Linked DNA regions of Mus musculus: region 1 is linked to region 2. Evidence: chromatin contacts called from public Hi-C data. All regions are on one chromosome and are shown on one strand. Each heading gives the region's core, a stretch centred on a gene start, on an enhancer-like site or on the middle of the called end of the contact. The rest is flanking DNA. Distances are from core to core; before and after follow the strand shown.

The links. A called contact is a pair of places that touch in the nucleus more often than the background predicts.
Region 1: a Hi-C map of rod photoreceptor shows a contact between it and region 2, with 26 times the contacts expected there. The contact joins two enhancer-like sites. A contact is called at or near these places in 3 of 484 Hi-C or Micro-C datasets (double positive thymocytes, retina and rod photoreceptor).

The regions. Positions count from the first base shown.
Region 1 is chr3:87,161,787-87,167,803 of GRCm38.p6, forward strand. The region is part of intron 1 of Kirrel (kirre like nephrin family adhesion molecule 1); the gene reads right to left. Among named protein-coding and RNA genes, the nearest start is that of Kirrel, 9.7 kb to the right of the region's middle. Within about 2 kb of position 4,210, at least 74 of the 459 cell types and tissues checked have an H3K27ac peak or open chromatin away from gene starts, as enhancers often do. A contact at or near this core is called in rod photoreceptor, where this site is marked.
Region 2 is chr3:69,306,892-69,312,672 of GRCm38.p6, forward strand. No RefSeq gene overlaps it. Among named protein-coding and RNA genes, the nearest start is that of Ppm1l, 7.1 kb to the right of the region's middle. Within about 2 kb of position 2,235, at least 1 of the 459 cell types and tissues checked has an H3K27ac peak or open chromatin away from gene starts, as enhancers often do. A contact at or near this core is called in rod photoreceptor, where this site is marked.

The DNA.
Region 1 (6,017 bases), core at 2,960-5,459, about 18 Mb after region 2:
GCCCCAGCTGGTCCCACTGTTCCTGGCTGTTTTCTCTCCAGGCCTCCCAGGGTCATCTTCCTAACTGGCCATGACTCCGCTCCAGCATCTCTCTCCATCTTCTTCACAATACGTGCTCAATAGACACATCAGTAACATGGGAGAGCCACACAGGCAAAGTTGGGTTGAGGACACTCCTGACGTCAGGAGACCTGGTCATGAATGGGCTCACCCTGCCCCCCCCCCCACCTTTCCAGGTTCTTTACCTAATAACCAGGCTCCTTTCTCAGCCTGACCACTCAGAGGAAGATAAAGAGGCCCTCAAGCTATACCTACAGTTAGTGGGAGGTCCTAGTGCTGAGTCTTGGCCAAAGACCCCATAGAGTGACAACCTCAGTCAGACCCTTAAAGAGAACTTCTTGGTGTCCCTGGAGCCTGGGAGAGTCTTAACTCTGATCTCTCAGGTCTTGCTTCTGAATAAAGGAAGCATGTCATGAAGTTTGAAGAAATAAACTGTTGGAGAAAAATTATTTATCCATATATAGAGAGTGCTATAGATGCATTTGGTTTCAACCTCTAATTATAGTTTCCATGCAGGAGCAGGAAAGATTCAGGTTGGACACAAAGAACTTCCTATTTGCTACTGTCAGGTCTGAGAGCGGACAACGCTAATAAAATTCCTTTCTCTTCAAAAAGGGGCCAAACACTGATTTCCAAATTCATTCAATCCGTCCAGCCTCAAGAGAGGCATCTTGGGAATCTGAAGACAGTGTTCTTAGAGGATCACCACACCACTGTTTTGCATTCCTGACCTCAAGTTCTTTCTGTCCCAGGACGCCAAACCTCATGGCTCTCACTCCTCCTTGTTTGTATCTTGCAAGCTCCCCAGGCTGATTCTGCTGGTTACCCTTGCACTTGCAGAGAGCTGCATGAACTTGTTTTCTGGGGTATAGGAGCAAACAAGAGAATTAGTGGGGTGCCAGTCCGCTAGTAGACAGGACTCTTCCACAGAGGCAGTGGGAGGCTGCCAGTGGTGGCACATGCCTTTAATCCCTGTCCTCAGGGGGCAGAGGCACGCAGATCTCTTTGAGTTCAAGGCCAGCCTGGTCTACAGGGTGAGTTCCAGGACAACTAGGACTACACAAGGAAACACTGTCTAGAAACAAAACAAAAAAAAAGAAGCCAGGAGACAATTGAGAGGGGTCTGTAGGTTGAGCATCTCTTATGCAGGAGTGAGAAACTGGCCCGTACAGAGCCGGTACCCACTGCTCCCCCAAGCCACATCCAGATAAGCCATAGCCTCTCTTCCTTCTCGGTCACACATCTTGTTCACGATCCAATTTTCAAGCTAAAGCCAGTAAGGGCAAGGTTATAGCTAGAAGCTCTGTCAAAATGTTTCTCTCAAACCTCCTATGATGAATCATGAAAACTCAAAAACAAAATTAAAAAAAAAAAAAAAAGAGTGGAAATGATGGCTCAGGCATGGGAGAGTTTCCAGCAACATGCAGTCTGGGGCTTTCAACTCTGAAGCAGGAAGTATGGGAAGATCTGGCAAGGGGGTGGGGCTGGAGTTGGGCAGGTGGCAGGGAGAGCCCCGAGGGATCAGCCTCAGGGGTAAGGAGGCTCCCACTTCTGCTTTCCTAAAACTAGCACATCAATGCCTCCGAAGCAGCCTCCCAGCCAAACTGTTTTAAAAGCAAGCTCGGCCACGGAATTTTGTTCTCCCTTGATTCCCTGTAGAAGACAAACAAAAGCATCCTCCCTCTCACACCTCAATAGGATCCTGCAGCAGCAACACTACCAGGGAATCTCTGGCCAAGGCACAATCTCTTTTCCAGGGGTCCTTCGAAGCTTGAAACTCTTGTCCTACCGTAAAGAGCTGATGCTTCTGCAGTTAACACCCAAGCTTACGGTCCTGCAACGCCTCTTATAGGATGCAGATTGGCTACAAGTATGTGATGAGGAAACCGCAGCTTACAAAGGGTAAAAGACCACTCAGTCTCCTGACACAGAATACAGACTGAATTCTAAAGCAGGGTGACACGCCCAGCCCCACCCCAGGGTCCCCCATCCCTGAAACCTCAGAGTACAAAGTGCAGGAATCACATCATTGGTTGCCTCCCAAGCTCACTTCCTCGGCACCACTAAGGCATTTGGCTCATCATGGCTCCTCTCTCCCTCTGTCCCCCTCTTCAGATTTGTCTTGCACTGTGAACCTCGAAAAATCAAGCACTGTGCTTTGCTAAAAGGTTTGGTGAGCACCAAACCCTCTGCTTTCGACATCATGTCATTCAAATTGTCACAGTCACCCTGGGGGGCAGGGACAACCATCTGCACTTTATAGCCAAGGAAGCAAGCCAAGGCTCTAAGGGGCACACAGTGCCCAACTCTGGCAAAAAAGGCTTAATACTCCTATAGTCCCCTGGTTAAGTGGTGGTATCCTAGGAGACTCTCGGTTACCTGTTTTTACAGAGTAAGCTGTGTTACATCATGACCCAGGAGTGAAATTGAAAGTGTGTGCAAAACCCTCTTATGCAAATATTACCAATTTCTCCGTGCGCTGCATAAACAGAGCACAAGAGTGGTACAGACAGTCCAAAAGTCATTCCCACTTGCCTGGGCCAGGCATCATAATAGTTTGCAGAGGTGAGTATTCCCTTCTAGTTATCTCTGGCTCATACTAGCATTAAAATGAGATTGCACGCTCACTCCACTAACTGACCAGGGATGAGTGATGTCCCCAGGTGTTTGTAGGGAGAGAGGCGCATCAAGGCCAGCATCATCCACAAAGTAGCCAGTGCTGGCACTGAATGGTGCCTACTTTGTCAGCATAGCCACAGTGAGCATGGAGGGGAGGGGCCTTTGTGGGGACACTGGGGACCCCATCCCACAATGCAGTCCAGGTGGCAGATTTCCTGAAGGAGTTGGGAGGTGAGGTGGGACAGATCCACAGAGCAGTGGGTAAGATCCTGGGGCTGGAGGTCATAGAGGAAGCATCCCATGGTCTAGGCAGGAAGTCCTCGGTTGCTTAAAAATGAAGAAGAAGAAAACTTCCATTTTTCTAAGAGCAGCCAGCATGCCCAGCTCTGGGTTTTCATTGCTTAGAAAATGCCTTCTCCTGCTCCACTCTGTTTTCAGTCCCTCTGGCCATCTCTTCCTTCCCTATAATAAGCTCCCAGTTAAATGAACAGAATGTGGGAAGAAACAGTTAAAAGGGCCTCATGGTGGGGCAATGTTGGGTAATGGAGCACATAGGGCCCCAGGCTGTGCATGGAGAATTCGGGGAGGGGGAATAATAATAAAACCTCAGCTGAGCTGATTAGGAGAAAGTTAATTTAGAAATCAGCTCTGCTGGGCAGGAGCGGGGGCTGGGGAGAGGAAAGTGGACACAAGAGGTTGGGAGACTTGAGGAAAGGGTGTTTTCCACAAACTGCCTTTGTTCTTACAAATCAAAATCCTCAGGCAGAAGGAAGGTTCGATCCTGGGGAGTCCTTGGCTCCTTCTGTCTGGAGCAGGGGCACGAGGACTCTCCAGAGACAGGACATCTAGCTGCCCAGCGCTCCAGCGCAGCTGCAGGCACAGCGAGCAAGCGAACGAGCGGTACAGCCACTTCCCACCATGTACTCCCAGCTTCAAGCATCCAGCAGGAAAGTCAGACTCCCAGCATTTTTCACATACTTCTCTTGCAACCTCTGCTTTGCAGGACTGTCTGTATGTGTTTATAGATGCACCTCCCACGGCAGGCTGGGAGTGCCTCAAGGACAGGACTAAATCTCACCTTCTAATCCCCAGGCCTAGGATCACCACACACACACACACACACACACACACACACACACACACACACACACACACACACACACACACATACACACACCAGCCAGTGCTTGTTTCCCCTGTCTCCTTGCCAGGGCCTCTCTGAGGAGGTTCCCACTGAAATCCCAGGAAGCTCACCTCCCTGCTGAGGCCCTAAGAAATTCTGAGCTGCTCTATCCCTAAGTAACCAGTGTTAGGGCTGCAGACACAGTCTGAGACTGCCCGGGAAAGTCTAAACCTGGTGTTTCTCTCAACCCTGGACAATATAGACTATGCCCAGGCTCAGAGTGGACAAAGACAAATGGCTCGGACTCAACTCCAGGTATCTGGGTAAGAAGGCCCTCTGCCTTCTCTCTGCTGAACCTTGCTTCCAGAGAGTTTTACCACATGCCAAAGGACTCTCCAAGAGCACCCCCACTTCCAGGCTCCAAACCCAGGTCACAGACTGGGGACTTCCAATGACACGTTCATAATGGTTTCTGTTCACTTTCACCTAGTCAAATTGATCTTTATTTCATTTGCACATTTTACTTTATTACTTTTTATTTTACCATAGGGGCTACAAATCTCTACAGCAGCCCTCGCAGGTTAGGAGTTTGGAGGAGGGGAAAATTTGATGGAGAAAGATATAAAGACCATGACTTGTTTTCAACACACTCTGTTTAAAACTCAGAAGGCTCAAGACGCAAGAGGCAGAGGCAGCCTACATGAGCTACAAGGTGAGACATATCAACAGAACAAAGCAGTCAGCAGTGGTGGCGCACGCTTTTAATCCCAGCACTCTGGAGGCAGAGACAGGCAGAGTTTGGGGCCAGCCTGGTCTACAAAGCTAGTTCCAGGTCAGCCAGAGCTAAACAAAACAAAACAACCAAACAACAACAACAAAAACAATAAGAAGAAAATTAAGAAAGAAAAGAATAAAGTCCAGCTGGCTTCGAGAGCTGTCTTTGAACCAGCCAGTCCTCAGGGTTTAGTTAGCAGTCTCTGGCTTGAGCTCATCTCAGCAGGTCTGCCTCTTCCCAGACTATATCCTCCGAGCCCCCACCTCACTCCAAAGTCTTCCTGCTCCTGCCTGCCTGCCAGCCACACACCTTGACTTGGGAAGGTGGACCTATGGGGTTTTCTTTCTCTGCTTGCTACATACATATCCATCCCTAGCTCTAAGACCACATCTCCCAGGGAGCTGTCGAAATCACTGTAGCCCAAACTCCTCTCTGCTAAAATCCTCCAGCTCTGGCCTTCACGCTACTATAGCAGCAACTTAATACCAACCTACAAACCTACACAGAAACACACACACACACACACACACACACACACACACACACACACACACACACATACACACACACACTGGGCATAGTGTGTGTGGTATGTTTGGGGGTTTTAGTATCTAGATAAGAAGAAACTACATATTATAATTTTTTAAATTATTCCACATAATTTGTACCCATTTTCCAAGTAATTATACTAGTTTTTTTTTTAAATTAGTTGTCCCCATTTTGTGGAAGAAGAAACTGAGGCCAATGGAGTTGAATAATTTCACATAAAAGATAAAGACCCTTAGGAGTAGAGAGAGTAACTTACTCATCTTGTAGTATGCAATCTATCCACATGCTTTCTCGCAGTATGGTTCTATTGGTGGTGCTGAAGGCTGAGTGCAGGTGGGGCTTGCACATTAGCATGCGCTCAACCACTAGGCTTCATTCCAGTCCCGTAATGATGCTTGGGGTCAGTGAGAAAATGCCTACCCCTAAGGAAGCACAAGATTCTACCGCCTAGCAATAGGATTGTGCTACGTACGCTGTGATGTTGACCCAGCTGAAGAAAGTACCTAATGACGCATCTCTCTGAAGGCCTTGCCACCATTATTCCATACATGGCTATACCGTTCTGATCATGAAGCCATGAGTGACTGAACATTCCTGGTGAGGGAAATAACTAATTCTGCATTTTCTCCACAGCCTCCGGTTAGGATATACTCCTCATATTGCCTCAGAAGGAAATGCAGGTCAGAGAGAACAAGCAATCCTGTCCTAAAGAAGAATTTATTATTCTTAAGCCAAGTTAGGAAGCTGGGGAGAGAGATAACACACGTAGAATCGCTTCCTGAAATAGCCCCACTGGGCCTTGAGTGCCACATGAGACTCAGAATTCTGCTATCCCTTCTCTGACTCAAAAACCCAGACCCCATGGTATTCTGGGAGATTCTGACAGCACCT
Region 2 (5,781 bases), core at 985-3,484:
GGTGCAACAGGCTGCTTGGAGCAGGCAGGGGAGTACAGAGCAGGCAGGAGAGTATAAAGGGAGACTATTTCTCCCTCCTTGTGTGTGTTCCATTTAGATGTCAGGTCCCATACCACCACCACACACACAGGAACCAGGACTGAAAACTGAAGTCAAGCAATTAAATTAGCAAACACACTGGGAGCAGAGCAGCTGAGAGAAGAGCTTGGTGACCTGCCAGAGTCAAAAGGATTGGGGTCCCCAACTAGAGGGCGCAGGTCTTAAGCCTGAGGGTGGGGAGTGTTCACATCATAAAAAGCCATTGGTCAATACAGGAAACCTAGTTGGGGTGGCTGCGATTTCATGTTTCAGATGGTCTGAATGGTCACCTGATTCCAAGAGAGGGCTAGTGGATTCCACAGAAGCCCTTGAGCTTTTCTGTGTGTGAAACAGATATCTGTCCTTCTCCATAAAATGCTGCTTTGGGCCATGGTGCACCTTGCCCGCCATTGCCATCAGCACTGTCAAAAACTGAGGAGAAGCGAGAATAGACGATCCTCAGCTGACTTAGTGTTCCCACTGCTGTGACCAAAGGAACTCGGGAGGAAACAGTCGACTTTACTCACTGCTCCCTTAGCAGTTCATTGTCATAAGCAGTGAGGGCAGGAACTCTAGCAGGGCAGGAACCTGGAGGCAAGAGCTGATGCTGCGGCCATGGAGGGTGCTGCTAACTGGCTTTCTCCCCATGGTGTACACAGCCTGCTTCTTATACAATCTAGGACCACCAGCCCAGAAGCAGCCCCACCCAAAATAGGCTGGGCTTTCCCCCATCAATCACTAGTTAAGAAAATGCTTACAGCCAAATCTTTTGGAGGCATTAGCTCTCTCTTTTCTGATGTCAAGACTGTGTCAAGTTCACAAAACTAGTCAACACACCAATATACATATATACGTGTGTGCGCACATGCACCCGCACACACACACGCCACAGACAGGTTGAATTATATACACTTACAATTAAGTAGACTGTATTAAAAGCAAAATACTCAAAACATCATTTCCTAAATTGACTATTTTAGTAGTACGTATATTCTTGACTATATTTATACGTTTGGCGAAAATACCATAAGGGTGGTTACTGAGCAACTCCCAACTTAATGTGCAGACATGAAGCTTGAGATAAGCTCACTGGTTGAATATATTAGAAGGGCTGTGTAACAAAGAAAAACTAAGATAAGGTTTTCAGGTAGTTAGAAGTAGGTAATGGTGGCTCATTATTCCAAATATTCCTGAGTCTAACTTTGAGTAATGAGTGTCATTTAGAATCTTAGACATTCTAGTATTCACTTGGGCCAGTGAAGCAGGAAGTCTAGTTGCAGATCTTTCCCTCTTCCTCTTTCCCTCCAAATCCAATTCCCCAGTCTCATCCCGAGCCCTGCAGCAGAACACCTGCTGTGGCTTCCCCTTGCTCTTTGCTACCACTTCCAGTCCATCACACAGATCTTCCCTTCCAAACTTTTCTCCCCTGCTCATTGCTTTATCCCAGCCCCCAAATCCAATAGGCATCTCCTGGGAACCCTCAGGCTACTCTGACCAGGGAAGCAGGCAGGCCAACCGCAAATTGTTATTTCTCCCTCCAGTCCTCCAATGCCAGTCCTCTCAGCTCTGTAACAGACAACCTTGCAGTCTCTCCTAATTCTGTCCCCATTCCAGGGGACCTAGCAGATACTGGTGGAACACCCTGCTTTCTTCCCTCTGTGGACCACCTCAGCACGGCCTCCAGCCAATGATCATTCCCGTGTGTCAGATCCCCAAACCTCAAAACATTTTACCTGGAAACACCATCATCATCACCACCACCACCACCAGCATCACCACCACCAGCACAACAGCCATCTTTTCCTGATGTCTTCGTTCTCTAAATTCCCTGATAAAAAGATAAACTAACAGAATGCATGTGAAAACATTTTTCTGCTCCATCCAAGAAATACTCCTTAATATCAAGGACAGACATCACCTCGGGGTAAAAGGATGGAAAAAGACATTTCATGAAAATGAATCTAAGAAGCAAGCTGGTATGGCCATTTCAAAGTCTGAGCAAACATACTTCAGACCAAAACTAATCAGAAGAGATAGGAAGGGACACTACATACTCATCAAAGGAAAGAAAAATCCTCCAAGAGGACATTGCAGTTCTTAACACCTGTGCACCAGATAATCTGTGTAGGGGCTGGAGAGATGGCTCAGCAGTTAAGCACTTACTGTGCAAGCAGACAGTCTTAGGAACTGGAGTTTGGATCCTCCTGTCCCATACAAACTCAAGTGGGTGTGATGGCCTTCCCATAATTCCAGTGCTCACAAGGTAGACACAGAGAATCCCTGGATCAAACTGGTTAGCCAGGCTAGGTGTATCTGGGAGCTGTGTGTTCAATCAAACCTGGTCTTAGTGACTAAAGTGGAGAGTAACTGAACACTCCCAGCATCAACCTGGGACACACACACACACGCATGCATGCTCGATCACCACACACACACACACACACACAGAGAGAGAGAGAGAGAGAGAGAGAGAGAGAGAGAGAGAGAGAGAGAGAGAGAGAGAGAGGAGAAAAACATCTTAAGTTTAAATTAGTCAGGTGTTCCAATTTCACCTATTAGTGACCCCAACATGACGCGTTTTTCAATAGAAACTGTCTGTAGAACACAGGAAGCCTTAAGGCAATCCAGTTATTCTCAGGCTATGTCGAGAGGCCTTTACAAGAATTGGGTATACAAATGGAATATTGCTGGATACACCTCTCCCCAAAGGGGAATGTTAATGATAGTCTATTTTATTATGATACAAGTGAAAGATCCTGGCAGAATGTAAAAGGACACAGAAGCCCTGAAATTGGCAAGATAGACGTTAGTGTTAGCAGAACTAGCTTCACTGATTTAGAAAAATAGAGGTGCACAATGCTCTGGCCACTCCTTGAACCTGTGTGTCTGCCAATGTTCTGACCAGGTGTGTGCCCATTGCTGCACCTTCATTAGACTCTTTCCTTGTACCCCTCTCATACCCATTTCTTGAGAATAGACATTGTTTAGATCTGGAAATCCCCTACTCTCCCCCTTCTCCTTTTCCCCCTGAGGGCCTATAAAAACTGAGACCTCTTTCCCCTCGAGGTCGACTCCTCTACCCCTGCGTGGGATATGAGTCGTCCCCAGAGCTCTGGCTTTCCCTGAATAAAGCCTCATGTGGTTTGCAACAAGCTCGGTCTATCGTGAGTTCTTGGGTGTCCGCTATTGTCCTGAGGCCTGAATGAGGGGCTCCTCTCAGAGTCTTTCACAAGTAGATGTTCATCTCAAATTAATTAAATTTTTTTGTGGTGCCCGATGTTCCTCCAAATACTTGTTAATTTAACTTTCATTTGGACTAAGCAAGTTAATTCAGTTTTTGCATATTTTATTCTTTAAAAGTATATGGTGTGTGTGTGTGTGTGTGTGTGTGTGTGTGTGATGTGTGAAGGTTAAACAACAATTTTCAGGAGTCAGTTCTCTCCTTACACCATCTGGGTCCTGGGAATGAAACTCAGGCTGGGTGGCAAGTACCTTTACCCACTGAGTTATCTCATAAGGTAAACAATGATTTTGTACTGTGGTTTGAATAAAAATCACCCATACACCCATAGGGAGTGGTATCATTAGGAGGCGTGGCCTTGTTTGAGTGGGTGGGGCCTTGTCAGAGGAAGTGCATCACCTAGGGGGTGGGCAAAACTTTGAGTCTCGCAGGGCAGTGGAGGTGTACACCTTTAATCCCAGCACTAGGGAAGCAAAGGCAGGCAGATTTCTGAGTTCGAGGCTAGACCGGAAAAAACTTTGAGTCTCAGAAACTCAATCCAGGTCTAGTGGTTTTTTTTTTTTTTTTTTTTTTTTTTGTCACTTTCTGCTGCCTCTGAATCCAGATGTAGAGTTCTCAGGTCCCTATCTAGCAACATGTCTGGCTGTATGCCACCATGCTTCCCACCATGACAAAAACAGACTAAACCTCTGAACTGTAAGCCAGCTCCAGTTAAATGCTTTTCTTCATAAGAGTTGCTGTGGTCACGATCTCTCTTTAACCTAGTTGAGATGTATGTTTCTGGGCTTCGTGCATCCAGGCAAGTGCTCTCTCTACTTTTGAGCCACTTCTCCAGCCAAATAGCAACAACAATTGTTTTAAGCCCATTATTTGTTTTCCATGCACGTGCTTGTGTATATGTGAGTACACATGAGGGTCCCGCAGATACCAGAAGGTGTAGCATAGCCTGGAGCTCAAGTTTCAGGCAGTTGTGAGCTCCCTAACTGGGCTCTGCTGCACTGAGACATCTCTCCAGCCCCAGTCAATAATTCCCAAGAGGTATTTTCTTCCCTTTCTGCTCCACTCCCCAACAGTTTGTTTTGTTTTTCCAGTTAACATCGGCATTTAGCAACGTTTTAGAAGATTATTAAAGACAAGGCTAAAAAAAGTGGATGACGGTTTCTTAGGAAAAGTGGTTTACATGAACAGATTTGGTGCAATGCTGTGTTTTATTCCAAACACAGGTACCCTTGATCTATTTCTGTAGTTAATATAAAGACTTGGGTTACCAACAACAATCTTATGCTTCTTAAGGACAGTAAAATAAAAATTATGTTGTGCCCGAATATTAGTGTTATGAAATTAATTCTTCATTTGACAAAACACGTGGGATATTAAAATAAGCTCGAATTGATAGACTATAACATTTACTTAAAATGTTGAATTTCTTTTCTTAGTGGTACAACTAAAACATTCATTCCACTCCCCACCCCCCAACACCATTTAAAACTAAGATTTATTATCAAATTTTGCATCTGGAAATGTTTGAGAGGATGCGCTGAAGATTAATATGGCTTAACTCTTATGGCCGTGTCAGCTGTTTACTGAAAGCCACTTTTAGGACAGAACGCGCACGGCCCTTGCATTGAGGTGCTTTAGTCACGTGGTTGGTGGGGCTATAAATAGAAGTAACTTTTTCAAAAACATTTCGAACTATGAATTATAATATTGTACATTTTCATTCCCTACTGTCTCGATATTTCACCCCCATGGGTATCCCTGGAGAGACTTGGATACACACACACACCATGAGGCAATACATATGCAAATCATGAGATTGTTCATCAAAATAAAACAACAACAACAACAACAACAACAACACACACACACACACAAACAAATGAAACCACAAAACTTAGCAACTAGATACTTCTGTGTGGAGGATGAGTATACTAGTTGTACTGAAGTAAAATGATCGATTTGTAGCTATATAGCAACATGTGAGGCTGTGGAAATACAACTGTAGGTAAACAGGCAAGTGTTAGAGGACTGTGTACAGCCAGTCAATACTCACAAAGGCCATGAAAGGGGATAAATGCTAGTTCTATTTCTTTCCACTCTTCCTTCCTTCCTTTCTTTTTGTGGTGGATACTATATAAAAATAGGATTGACAGTGAAAGTGTGTAAGCCTCTAAGTGAACCTCCACGGCTTCAGAATGGCCTAACTCTACAGAAGTTCATGGAGAGAAACAGAGCTCGGGACTGGGCAAGCATGTGTTCGCGTGACTACATAAATCTAGCTGTGTGATGGTTTTATTTGTAAGTTCATTGTAATACAGTTATTTTAAGAAAAAGAAAGCAAACCAAAATAACAAAAACAAACCCAGGCAAAAATTTGAGCATAAATAATTCAGGGATGTAGACATATTGCTTGGTACAATAGCAAGGGAGGATGGGTAGACAAGGCAGACAGGAGAAAACCT